2 separate regions of the Mus musculus genome follow, and region 1 is linked to region 2. A link is a contact called in public HiChIP or PLAC-seq data. All regions are on one chromosome and are shown on one strand. Each heading gives the region's core, a stretch centred on a gene start, on an enhancer-like site or on the middle of the called end of the contact. The rest is flanking DNA. Distances are from core to core; before and after follow the strand shown. Region 1 overlaps Tgfbr3 (transforming growth factor, beta receptor III). Region 2 has its middle 26 kb from the start of Cdc7.

Region 1 (6,459 bases), core at 1,392-3,891, 270 kb after region 2:
AGGGTAGGAGGTGCTTAGATTCATAACTTAAGCGGGGTATGCCTCTCACCTCAGAGGACTGAAGAACAGCAGGACCAAAGCACAAAATGAAATCCAAAGCTCTGCTCTGAAACTCAGTATCCCCAGAGTCCACTCCCCTCCTTCACTCCCAAACCAGCCTTGCTTTATGCCCATAAAATTTTCAGAGAGTCTTCTCGCCAGAAGACAGAGTCCATGCTCAAGTGAAACCCATCATCACTTTCTCAAGCACCTTTCAGGCAGGGCAGCTTGGTACACACCGTTAATCCCAGCACTCAGGTGACAGAGACCAGCAGATCTCTGTGAGTTTGAGGCCTGCCTGGTCTAATACAGTGAGTTCCAGGACAGCCAAAGTTTCAAAGTAAGACTGTTTCAAAACAGTAGCAACAAAAGGAAGCCAAACAAAAGCAAATACTCTCAACGTTCTCTTAATATAGAAACAAAAAGGCTCAGTCACCAAACTTAAAGTAATCTATGTACCACTAACTGCTGCTCCTTAGCTGGGTAGCCCTTGAAGGAACAGCTAGTCTTTCTGCAGTTCTGTTCCTTCACCTAAGAATTATGGGTAATCACAGTATTCACATTGTTCTGGAAATGAAATGATGTCATATGTAAGAAGCACTGCAGGGCAGCGGTGGTGGCGCACGCCTTTAATCCCAGCACTCGGGAGGCAGAGGCAGGCAGATTTCTGAGTTTGAGGCCAGCCTGGTCTACAGAGTGAGTTCCAGGACAGCTAGGGCTACACAGAGAAACCCTGTCTCGAAGAAAAAGAAAGAAAGAAAGAAAGAAAGAAAGAAAGAAAGAAAGAAAGAAAGAAAGAGAAAAAGAAGCATTGAAGGGTGGGGCTTAGCATACAGTAATCACTCTATAAGTTTTCATTATTATGATCTTCTTGAAGTTCAACTCAGCCAGAATACTCCAAGAAACATTTTGGGACGTAAACTGAGTCTATGTCACACACTATTGAAAGGGGCTGGTATGCGGCCCAGTCAGTGCTTGCCTAACATGTTGGAGGTCCCCAGCATCATATAAATTGGCCATAAGGACACGCGTCAATAATTTCAGCACTCTAAAGCCAGAGGCACAAAGATCAGCAGTTCAAGGTCATCCTTAGCCGCTGACAAACTTGAGGGACAGAGAAGCAAGCTGGCATACATCGGCACAGGCAGGAACTATTTCTCCTCCATTCATTCGCCCTTACTGGGTTGCACAAAATGACACCAGCTAATGAACTTCTACACTTAAAAAGCCTTCCTACGGATTAGCACCCAGTCAGTAAAATGTTTGTCTTGCAAGCATGATGACCTGAGTTCAATCCCCAGACTGTCCCCAGAACCCACACTTTAAAAGCTGAGTGTGGCTCGGCTGTAATCTCACCAATGTCAAGTAAGAGTCAGGTCAGGGGTGGGGGGGCTGGAGAGATGGCTCAGTGGTTAAGAGCACTGACTGCTCATCCAGAGGTCCTGAGTTCAATTCCCAGCAACCACATGGTGGTGGCTCACAAACGTCTGTAATGGGGTCTGGTGCCCTCTTCTGGTGTGTCTGAAGAGAGCATTGGTGGTGTACTCATATTTATTAAATAAATAAATAAATCTTTAAAAAAATAAAAATAAAAAGAGTCAGATGGGTGCCCTGGGCTCACTTGGATTGCCAATCTACCTACTTGGTGAGTTCTGGGCCACTGAGAGACCTGTCTCAGCAAAAGGGCACCGAGCCTGAAAAGAGACACCTGGATTGTCCTCTGGCCTACATACACACATACATGCTCATACATGCATGCTCATGCACACACACACACACACACACACACACACTCACAACCCATAAAAACAGAAGAGGCACCCGCCCCTCTGCTTTCCTACCAGGTGCCCTGTGAGTCTACAAAATCCGTGGCTCTATTGTATTTTCTACTTTTGCAAAACTTTGGATATATATGAGACTAAGTGTATATATTTCTTCTTTTTCTTTCTCCCCCATCCCCCTCTTATGTTCTGAAAGAGAAAGGAGGGTGTTTGGCAAGAGTGATTCACTGTCAAAACTATCAAGGCTACACAAGCCGTCATGCTCACAGCTTTCCCATGGAGCCGCTCTCCGTGACGTGACATCAGTAAGAGCAGAACCCCTGTGTCAAGACCCCAGGCACAGTTCGACACCTTATCACAGCAAGTGTGCCTCCTCTCGCCCACCGCTTGATCCATTTTAACAGTAAGACTCATTTTTGCTGAGCACGCTGGCATAGATCTTGAATCCTTCTACTCAGAAGGCAGAGGTAGGTGGGTCTCTGTGTGTTCCAGGATAGCCTAGGCAACATAGAGGGACCCTATCTCAAAAAAATAAAAATAAAGAAAAGAAAGAGAAAGAAAAGATCCATTTTATTGCATACCCTGAAAGGCAAACAATTCTTCAACAGTGACACAAAGTGAAACTGCTGACAGAGAGCCACACAGACAGAGCGGGCAGTTCAAGTTCACATACTGGCATTTAAAACAACAACAGAAAGAAGGAAAGAAAAAAAGAATCAATAAAAAACATTAAGAACTTTCTTTCAAAATGTCTACAGTGGTTGGGGGTAGCATTCTGATCTCCAGTCTCACACATCTTTCTACCAACTGGCCTTCCCACAGTCTGTCTGCACAGTCCCTGTCTGCCTCCGGAAGCCTCCGTGGTCAGATGTTATCTTCCACCCACCACACAAAATGCAAAACGTAAAAATCTGGACCCGCTACACAACTTCGTGTAAATGAACTATGTATCTCCATATCTCATTTTATCTCCTACTAAATGGCACACTTCTCTCAGAGCTTTGATTACCAGAGCTTATGGAACTATTTTGTTCGAGTTTATATACGATATATACCAAAGGCTGGCTGGAGTACACGTTTAGGTCGGTGCTGTCCTTGTTGAGAACTGCCCGTTTCCAGAACTGATACAATGAATTGCTTTTATATAGCTCATTACAGAACAAGTGCACACAATGATAAAATAGAGCGAATTAACCTTCCAAATGTGTTAAATGATGATACCCCTAACACTCCCCCAAAGCGTTGCCCTTACATTCTGACAGCCTCTGGGAAACATAAGCGCGCTCTCTCTCTCTCTCTCTCTCTCTCTCTCTCTCGCGAGCGATCTCTCTCTCTCACTCTCTCTCTCTCTCTCTCTCTCTCTCTCGCTCTCTCTCTCTCCTTCAGTGCTGAAGCTGGCACTGACAGCCTACTTCTCAGACCCTCTCTCTGGGTCTTAAAGAATGCTTATTAATATGTCCGAAGCAGCTGAAACTAGACGCCTCCCTTCCCCAAATCTCACGATAAGGATGTTACCTCTATATCAAAAGATCTATTTATTTTATAAAAACATTCTTTTAAGAGAATAAAAAGACCCTTACAATTCTTATTTTGCTCTTAACTATGCCTGTAACAAAATTCAAATGGGGCTCTTTGTTATCTGCCTACCTCAACAGAGGTTAGCTGGGTCCCGTGTCATGACATTAGAATGTCTAGCCCCAGCTTAGTAAACTACAACACAGGAAAACATATTATGTATCAGTATGATAGTCAAATATTTTATTTACCTAAATAACATAAATATTCACATTTTACATAAGATAATATGGACTAAATATTTTTAGCCAAAGAGACTGAGGGGAGAAGGAAATAGGAATTCAAGAGAAGGTTAAGAGCCTCCCAATTGAGAAGGTGCATTACCTGCGGTGGCCAGGCAGGCGCTCATCAGGACAAACACAGGGACCATGTGGTGGGATGTCACTGCCATCTCTCCAACAGCCTTTGGTTCTTCAGCTGGATGGCAAGTGTGGCAAGTCGGGTGTAGCCTTAAGATCCTTCTCTGCAATGTTCAACTTGCCTAGAAAAATAAACAAATTTCAGTAAGAAAACAGTGTTGAAATTTCGCTAGTGAACACACATGTCATATGTAAAAAGTTAAATGGAGAATTTCTGAAAAGTATCGAAGAGAAACAATTTGTCCTGAAAAAGACCGGGGCAGCCCTCAGGCAAATTGGGGTGGACAGTGACTGTTAACAAAGACTCTTACAGAGAGTAGTTTTAAAAGTGACATGCTTATACTTCACATACTAAACATGAGGCAGGGTCTCACTATGTTTCCCAGGCTAGCCCAACATTCTTGGGTTCAAGTCCCTCCTGTTTCAACCTCCCTGAATGGCTAGCATCACAGGAATGTACCAACACACTCAAGTAGATCTTTGGTTCTGTGTGGAGTTTTTAGGACCGTGACAGACACGCCAGGCAGACACCTGTCATATCAGCAGTAACAATGTACACAGTCAGGGACACTGGACATGCAGTTCCAAGAGCCAGCAAGCAGAAATAGTTCTTAGAGACTGAGCCTCACCATGGCGAGGTTACCACTAAGATCAACTTCAATTGCACTGAGAGTCAATCTGCAGAGAGAAAAAAACAAAAAACAAACAAACAAACAAAAAACAACAAAAAACAAAAAAAGAACAGAAAGAACAAAACTCATATTTCAACTCTTCACCTCTTCACCAATATTAAAAAGGAGAAAGGGCTTTGCTGCCTCTCTGCCACATTGCAGAAAAACTCAGTCCTGGGCCATGTGATCCAGAAGCCTCTTTCTAACCATTTCTGGTTCCTGTCTAGAGCTCTGTCAAGGTTGTATTGCTGTTGCTTTACGTGTGTGTGTGTGTGTGTGTGTGTGTGTAGTGGGTCTCTGTGTGTCTGGATCTGTGTGTGTCTGGGTCTGTGTGTGAGTGTGGTTTGTTTGAGGCAAGGTCTCACTGTAGTCCTGGTAGGTCTGTACTCACTCTGTAGAACAGGCTGGCCACAAACTCACAGAGATCCACCTGCCTCTGACCCCTGAGTTCTGGAATTAAAGGTGTGGCCGTCATCTAGCTGAGATTTGTGACTGATATGTGTATCGGGGGAGGGGAGGTTGTTGCTTTGTTTGAGACAGTTGAAATATATATATGTATGTGTGAGAGAGAGAGACAGAGATGCAGAGGGAGAAAGAGAGACAGAGACAGAGAGAGGCACAGAGAGAGAGAGAGAGAGAGAGCGCGCACCCAGGTTTATAAGGTGCCACACATATAATACGCTATCAATCAAAAAATATCAGCTATTTTGATCACTACCCCATTCTCTTTGAGGTCTTCTTGCTGATAACTGAAAAGATCGGAGTGTGGTCGGTCATTCATGTAATTCTTAGCTCCTGCCCAACAAGTTTTGTGTATTGCCACAGGGAGAAAGAAGTCAAGGTCAAGGGAGAACAAAGTTACCAGCAATGCTGACAAGTTAGAAAACTTATTTGAAAGCCACGAAATTTACTTCAGCTAACCCCTGGAAGCCTCGCCTTTCTCTCACCATCAGATAAATGGAAATGTCTGTTTGCTTAAGAACTCGACAACAACACTGAGAGTTTGTCTCCCGTTTTTCCTCTTCAAAAATTAGATTTCCTAAATGGGTTAATAAGCTGGAGAGTTTGTTTCCAGGTTTTTTTCTTCAAAAATTAGATTTCCTAAACGGGTTAATAAAGAGAAATCTCCCTGAAAGAATATACCATTTCAACGAACACCAACAGAAATCTTACTAAAGCAAAGACCCATAAGGAGCACTGAGAAGATGGTTTACAGGAGGATTTTTATGGAGCAAATAACCACAGGCAGCCCAGGGCGCGCGTCACCTCTGCTCACATCTGTGCAGGGCCTGTGGGGCTGCGCTGCAATAATCCAGGAGCTTACACCAGTCCTGAAGGAACCATGGAAAGAAAGGCAAATGGCCCTATTAAAAATACGGCCTGCAAATTGCTGACAAGAATATTGGGCAATTATATAATTATTATATAATCGAGCCAAGCTAAACAGTTTGATGCCCAAAGGCAACCACAGCAAGTTCACTCCGGATCTCGAGACATCTCCGAGGAAGTGCAGGACAAGTTGAGACTCCACACAGCTGTGGTGAACAAAGAAGGAGCTTCTTTGAGCTGAAGCCCCTCTTTATGAGAACGTGTTCGAAAAGAAAGCAAACTGCGAGGGTTTTTTTTTTTTTTTTTTTGTCTAATCTCCCCAGTGTGCTGACAGAGTTCTAGGGCCTGGGAGGACAGGAAGGGAATCCCAGGGGTCCCACCTGGCTGATGTCCAGCCAAGACTACAGACCAGAGCTGTGGCATGACTCAGGAATCCAGCCCCTCAGCTGAATGCTGGGTGGAGCCAGGCCTCCATAATTGTGTACCTCTGAAATAAAACCAGAAAACACCAACTCCTCTTTCAGGTGAGGTTCTGTCATAGTCACTTAGCTGCTGACCCGCCTTGACATCATGAAATCTCTTTGGGCTCATGAGCTGTGTGAGTGCGTAAGTAGAACCACTGAGACCCTGGAACAATCTGGAGGCGACTGCAGAGTGATCTCTTTGCTCGCCACCCAAAGCTTCACAGCAGTGTGCTCCACTGCT
Region 2 (6,948 bases), core at 2,533-5,032:
GAGAGAGGGCTGTCAGGTGGTTTATCTCTAATCTGAAGGAGTGTGCGCACTCATTACCTACCTCGAGATCACCATGCTGTGCTTCTGTGTGCATTTAATTATGTTTGCCCTTAGTGTAGATTCCTTCTGTAACTGCTGAAGACTATAGCCTATGCTGTAGAAATGACAGCTGGGACAAGACCAAGGAAGTGACTTACAAGCAGACAGATGACTCCATAGCCCCACACTGTGACTTTAACTTAGTCTTCAAGAGCAGGGGACAAGGTCTGGGGAGCCCAGCACCTTCACACTGCTCTAGACACCACGTAATGCTTTGTACTGAAAGGTGAACCCCTGGATGAAGGTCATTGGAACCCCTGGACGAAGTTACAGGCAGTTACAGGACCACTCAACGTGGGTGCTGGTCAGCAGCCCAGGTCCTCTGGAAAAGCAGTGCACTTTTTTTAAAATTTTGTATTCTTTTTGTTTTTCAAGACAGGGTTTCTCTGTGTAGCCCTGGCTGTCCTGGAACTCACTCTTTAGACCAGACTGGCCTCAAATTCAGAAATCCACCTGCCTCTGCCTCCCAAGTGCTGGGATTAAAGGCGTGTAGTGCATACTCTTTAATTACAGAGCAGTCTCTCTGATAATTTACTTTAAAAAGATACTTATTTTTATATGTATTTATTTATTTGCATGTATTTATTTATATGGTTCCCTTGTGGTGACAGAGGACAATCTTCAGCAGTTGGGTTCTGGGAACTGAATACCAGGCGTGGATACCAGTGCCTTAACTCCTGAGCCACAGCACCTTCCTTTTGTCTTTATTTAAAAAAAAAAAATCCCATAAGTAAATATTTATATCAGATGCTTATTCATAGAAAGGAAGCATAATTTTATGTTAAAATTAAGAATACTAGCATTCTACACCTCCTGCATCTGTTGAGAAAGCATCCCTTCATTTGTCCTAAACAGAGAAGACAGGTGCCTGCTGCAGGTGGAGGTACATAGCGAAGACGGGTGCCTGCTGCAGGTGGAGGTACACAGCGAAGACGGGTGCCTGCTGCAGGTGGAGGTACACAGAGAAGACGGGTGCCTGCTGCAGGTGGAGGTACACAGAGAAGACGGGTGCCTGCTGCAGGTGGAGGTACACAGAGAAGACGGGTGCCTGCTGCAGGTGGAGGTACACAGAGAAGACGGGTGCCTGCTGCAGGTGGAGGTACACAGAGAAGACGGGTGCCTGCTGCAGGTGGAGGTACACAGAGAAGACGGGTGCCTGCTGTAGGTGGAGGTACACAGAGAAGACGGGTGCCTGCTGCAGGTGGAGTTAGAAGCTTGACAAATAACATGAAAGAATGTGCACTTGTTAATTAATTTGCTTTCTTGGTAGTGATACCAGACTGGAAACTTACTTTAAAAATTATTTTTTGTTTTTTTTTAGATAATAATAAAACTTCATCATTTCTCCCTTCCTTTCCCTCTCTACAAGACCTCCTGTAAACAGCTCCTTGCTCTCCTTCAAATTCACGGCCTTCTAAAACTTAATTGTTTGATACATAAATATAACCTGCTTAGTCGATCAGAAACCTCTCTTAACTAGAGTGTCTGCTTTGTTTTTTGTTTAGGTTTGTTTTTGAAACAGAGTCTTGTGTAGCCCAGGTTGGCCTTTAGTTTTCTGTGTAACCAAGGATACTCTTGATCTCCCACCTCCTCTTTCCAAGGGCTGGGATTACTGGCTGTGCCACCATGCCCAGAGTGCTTGTTTTATAAGGATATATCTATACTTTGTGTACATTCCCTCTAACTTTTCTAAAGACTAGCATGTGATTTAGACAAGAAACTAGAAGGACAGAAAAATGAAGTAGCTCCTACATATTTTCCCAATGGTCTCCCCCCCCACTCCCCGCCCCACCCCCAACTCATAAAAATGTGACGAGTCAAGGCAGGATTCCAGTCTGATGCTTCAATTCAGAATAAGACTTGGGACTTTGTAGTTGGAATGTCTTCCCTGGAATGTCTGTGTGACAGTGACTTCCTCGGAGACCTGTAGTGAAGTACAAGTCTCCTGAAGGAAGAGACCACACATTCATTTCTTTACATTTCTTACCACTAGAGAGACACAAGTAGTCAGCCGAGGCCTTAGAGCCGCCTGGGAACTTGACCCGATGGAGGGATTTCCAAGACCCACCAGGACAATCCCAGTCTAAAGATAGCCTCTTTAATTCTTAGACATCTGAAGGGTTATACTGCTTTCCCGTGGTGGACTGTCTGTCCTAAGGCTTCCCAGCTCCCCCGAGGTCCCATCCATCTCAGGACTAATTTCTCTCCTCTCCAAGCTGCTGGTACTCTGTTCCCAGAACATTGACCTCGGCGGAGGAGAAACAGCTGGTGGGAACTTTATCCACAGTAACCCTTCACAGCCTTGTGTGAAAGACCAGCGGGCAAAAGTTTCATAACTCTAGCACAGTCTCATTTTTAACTCTTGCTCTTGTGTCAAATGTCACAACAATAAAAAATGCCAGTGTGTATAAAATACCATGGAAAAGCAAAAATGTCCACACTTGATATATACATGTAGGACCCTTCTTCTGGAGTCTTTTTTTTTTTTTTTTTTTTTTTAAAGATAGCTTCAATTCTAAACGTATCACGTCAGTCCCCAAAGCTTGTTTGTTCTGAGAAGTCTAACATCTCTGAGTCCAAATTGCATTTATAAAATCGAGTCCATCAACTGGGAGTAATATAAGTTGTTAGAAGTGCGTTCCAACTTGTTAATTTTGAAAGTATGTTCTCCTCGGAACATGGGCGTCTGAGGCCATCTGTGCTGGGGACTGATGGTCGTGTATCTCTGAGTGTCTGAGCATTGAGTGGGACCTCGGATATTCACACTTAAAAGTATAAACAGCACAACTGGGAAATGTTTTAGTGCCTCCTTGCTTACCCTTTATCGACTGAAAAAGAAACTTTGATTGGAGGAGTGTGAAGTGAAGGAGCGAGCCAAGACTGAAAGGAATCTCAGCTGCAAAGCGCTTTTATGTGCCTGCAGTCTGGAGGGGTAAAAGTGGCCCCGAAACACAGCATCAGAACAACTATGCAGCGGGCTCTCTATCGTCCCCTCGCCATTCTCCATGTCCTCTTTCAGACATGGTTGAATTTCTTGAGAACATTCTTGCATATTTTTCCTTAACTTTTGTTAAGTACATCTGAGTGGCTGATGAGGGGTGGGGGTGGGGGCTCAGCAGGGAAGAACAATTAGTGCTCTTGCGGAGGACCCAAGTTCAGTTCTCAGCACCTCCATGGTACCTCCATGGGCACCTGAACTCACACACACATGCCCTCACACATAGATAAAAATAAAATAAAATAAATCGGTAACAATGATTACAAAAGAATAAAGCACATCAGGGTATTTATAGTCGGACTTTTCATTTTCTTTTTTTAGATTTTTAAATTTTACACATATGAATATTTTGCCTGCATGCATGTACACCACAGAAGGTGTCAGCTCACCTGGAATGGGAATTAAGTATGGTTTGAGCTACGGCGTGCGTGCCGAGAACCAAACCCAGGACCTCTGCAAGAGCAAGTGCTCTGGACTTCCGGTCCACTCTCCAGCACCCTTGTTTGTTTAAGTTTACACAGGAGCTCGTGTAACGGAAACTGGCCTTGAACTAGTGATCCTCCGCCTCCCTGGTGCAGAGGTTGTGGGTGCGGGGCCGCCACAGCCAGCTGTATCAGACTTAACTCAGGGTAGCAGAATCTGGATGCTGTGACCCTGGAGCTGCACGGTGACATTGCCTCTGTCCACCAGATGGCAGGAATTCCTTTGGCATGTTCTGTGAGGCAGCTGCCCGGGACACTTGGATGGATCTATCAGTAAGACTTTGAAGACATAAACACAAAACATCGACTCTCACAGAAAACTAAGTGTTCAGGCAAACAGAGCTGGTGGTGGTTTAACCATTCTCTACCCCGGGCTTTTCACCTGTGTTCCTTCCCCGGGCTCCCCTGTACCGTATTACCAGTCCCTCCTGTCTATCATCTACAACAAGGCTTTATCTGTCTAATGTACGTGCCTCTGGGTCTCTAGTGCTCAGCACATAGCATGCCTGCAGTGAGGTATATTTTTGTGTTTTGTTCTTTGAGGTCAATGACAGTTGACTTCTAGAAATGAAGCTCTGTGTATCTTTTTAAGTCTTTGGGCATGAGCAGAAATGCTGAGCGCCTCCCTGCCCCCACCTTCATAGCTGGAAGGAGGAAAGCCGCTCCTGAAGCTTGGGGGCTCATTTCCTCCCTCCAATGCACCCCCCTTCTGTCTATTAGTGGTCAGAGGCATATCTGCCAGCACTGTATTTCCATGCTAAGCTCCAGCGAGGATGTTCAAAGCACCCCCAGGGTCTGTCCTCTCTGCCATTTGCCTCCTTCTAATTTCCTTCTCCAGCCTCCCCTTTCTATGTACCTTCACCCAGACCGCCTTCCCAGTCACTGTGTAGTCAGGGACAAAACCACTTTGTTTCTCTGCCTCCACATCAGATCCTAACCTGTCTTTTGCCCTGGACAGATCGTGAGATACACCTTGGTGCACTCCATAAAGAGGAATTGTTTTGATAATCCAAACAAAGCTAAGAATGTTTAAATTCCTCCCACTCTCTCCTCACCGCAGTGTGAGATGAATCCAACTGTGTTGTAAGAGTGTGGCCGCAGGCCTGCACTCTTGAGTTACGAAATGTTGCAGCAAACTCTCCTTGTATAGCAATGTTATCAGCCAAGAACTCTAGCCTTAGCCCCACCATTGAGAAATCTGGAGAACTTTCTCTTTGTGCACAGGGACTTTCAGAAGTTTCTGCCTAATCGACATCTGTAGCATTCATAAGCATATGTGATGATATAAGGACACTGTGGGGACTTCTCTCCCCAGAGACTATTTGTACTTTTGTTGCAAGTAGGGGCTTAGCAATACTGCATGAGCCCTCAAACCTGATGCTCCGTTTCACATTTAAGGGATGGCAGATGTTAGAACTGGCAGCTGGGAAGAATGCAGTGGGTGGAAATGAGAACACCGTGTCCCTTCCTGTGTGTGTGTGTGTGTGTGTGTGTGTGTGTGTGTGTGTATACATACATACATACATACATATATACATACATTTCCCAGCATATGATGAAATTGGAGTAAGGAGAAAAACATGGCCTTTAGCTTTTTAGTTTTCGCTGGATATTAACTTTAGAGAATTTCATTTTCCCCATTCTTACTTTTTGCACATACATGTGTACCTGTGTAAGGAGAAGTCGGGACAATCTTGGGCTTTTGGTGACATTCCCTCTCCCTCTTTGAGGTAGGGTCTGTCATTGGCTTGGAACTGAGTATGTGGGCTAGGATGACTGGCAAGGAATCTGCTTATCTCTGCTCCCAGTGCTGGGAATACAAGGCATTCACTCCATCCATTCATCCATCCATCCATCCATCCATCTGTCCATCCATCCATCCGTCTGTCCGTTTGTCCATCCATCCACCCATCCATCTATCATCTATCTATCTTCTATCATCTATCATCTAATCTATCAATCATCTATCATCTATCAATCTATCTTCTATCATCTATCTATCATTTATCAATCATCTATGTATCTATCATCTATCATCTATAATAATCATCTATCTATCTATCTATCATCTATCTATCATCTATGCATCATATATCTATAATCTCTCTCTCACCTATCTCTATCTATCTATTGGTGCTATTACCAGGCACTCAGTACATTCATTTATTTATTTATCCATTTATTATTTTTGAGACAGTGTCTCACTGTGGCGCGTTGGCTGATCTAGAACACTCTCTGTAGACCAGATTGGTCTTGAACACAGAGGTCCACCTGCCTCTGCCTTCCAAGTGCTGGAAGTACTGGTATGCACCACCACACCTGGCAAATTGAAATAAATGTATTTATTGATTTGAGGGCAGGGGGAGCAGGGTTTTACTATGTGACTATTTGTTGGTGTTATACTTGCTTTGCTTGGAGCTGTTTTCTCCTACCTTTCCACTATCCTTTTCTTTTCAGGACCTTAAAACTTTGATATGTTACAGAAGAGGTGGGCACGTGAAAAGATGGGTAGGAACGAAGGAATGGGTGCAAAACTGGCAAGGTTGAGCTGCAGCAGGCTCAATGGCCTAGAATTTCACTAAAGCCCTGGAGTGATTAGAGGAAGTGCCTCAATTGTGAGAGCCCTGTCCCAGTGCTGTTAGGCATGGGCTCTGCACGGGTTGCTTTGAAAGGTGTGCATCAGGACTTAGTGGTTCCTAAGAGGGTCATGGAGGTATTAAAATACAATGAAAATAAATGGTTGATATATTCCTGTGTAGGGCACCAAGGCTTGAGGGAGGAAATGAGAGTTGGGTCGAACTCACAATGTCTCAGATGCTAGCTAAGGAGTTTGGGTTTCAGCTCTACAGATGGTGCTCTGCGACACCCCAGGAACTCTGACCAGGAAAATGACACAAGTTTTCCTATTCAGCTGGAAGACAACTCTGCTGTTTCTGGATAAGGTAGAGGGGAATGTAAGGATCAAACCAACAGGACATGGGTGAAGAACCAGATGTGGACCTCAGGGAAGATGGAAACAGAAACTAAATGCCCTGTTTCAAGCCTTTGTGACTAGAAGGTTCTTTTGCTATTGATACATAAAAGTGTCTGGGCACAACACACCTCCAGCTTTGGAGATCTGTGGGTAAGAAAAAGTATCTTCTTTTCATAGATGCTGGTTGGACCCACTCCATAGGCAGGGTTGTTTATTGTGGTCTTTTGTGTGATTGATTATATGACTATATGTGTCAGTGTTCCAACTCTACTGGAATCCTAGAGTACCGCACTCTCCTCTGGTTCTTGTGATTTTGGGGGTACATTCCCTAGGATTTGATAACATGGTAGAGGAATAGTCTAGTCTCTCCACTTGCTAGGAGAAGTCTAAAGGTG

What was found. HiChIP or PLAC-seq counts read pairs in DNA pulled down with a chosen protein or histone mark.
Region 1: a contact with region 2 is called in an H3K27ac HiChIP or PLAC-seq map of regulatory T cells, with 5 times the contacts expected there. The contact joins two enhancer-like sites. A contact is called at or near these places in 1 of 15 datasets of contacts at CTCF or cohesin (the NIH/3T3 cell line), 4 of 484 Hi-C or Micro-C datasets (B cells, Th2 cells, bone marrow-derived macrophages and 1 more) and 8 of 115 datasets of contacts at active chromatin or transcription factors (CD8 T cells, astrocytes, embryonic basal ganglia and 4 more).

What each region holds. Positions count from the first base shown.
Region 1 is chr5:107,262,475-107,268,933 of GRCm38.p6, forward strand. It overlaps Tgfbr3 (transforming growth factor, beta receptor III), which reads right to left. Exons shown (of 17, transcript NM_011578.4): 2 at 3,720-3,876. The coding sequence starts at 3,786. Among named protein-coding and RNA genes, the nearest start is that of Tgfbr3, 24 kb to the right of the region's middle. Within about 2 kb of position 2,642, at least 34 of the 459 cell types and tissues checked have an H3K27ac peak or open chromatin away from gene starts, as enhancers often do. A contact at or near this core is called in regulatory T cells, where this site is marked.
Region 2 is chr5:106,987,074-106,994,021 of GRCm38.p6, forward strand. No RefSeq gene overlaps it. Among named protein-coding and RNA genes, the nearest start is that of Cdc7, 26 kb to the left of the region's middle. Within about 2 kb of position 3,783, at least 73 of the 459 cell types and tissues checked have an H3K27ac peak or open chromatin away from gene starts, as enhancers often do. A contact at or near this core is called in regulatory T cells, where this site is marked.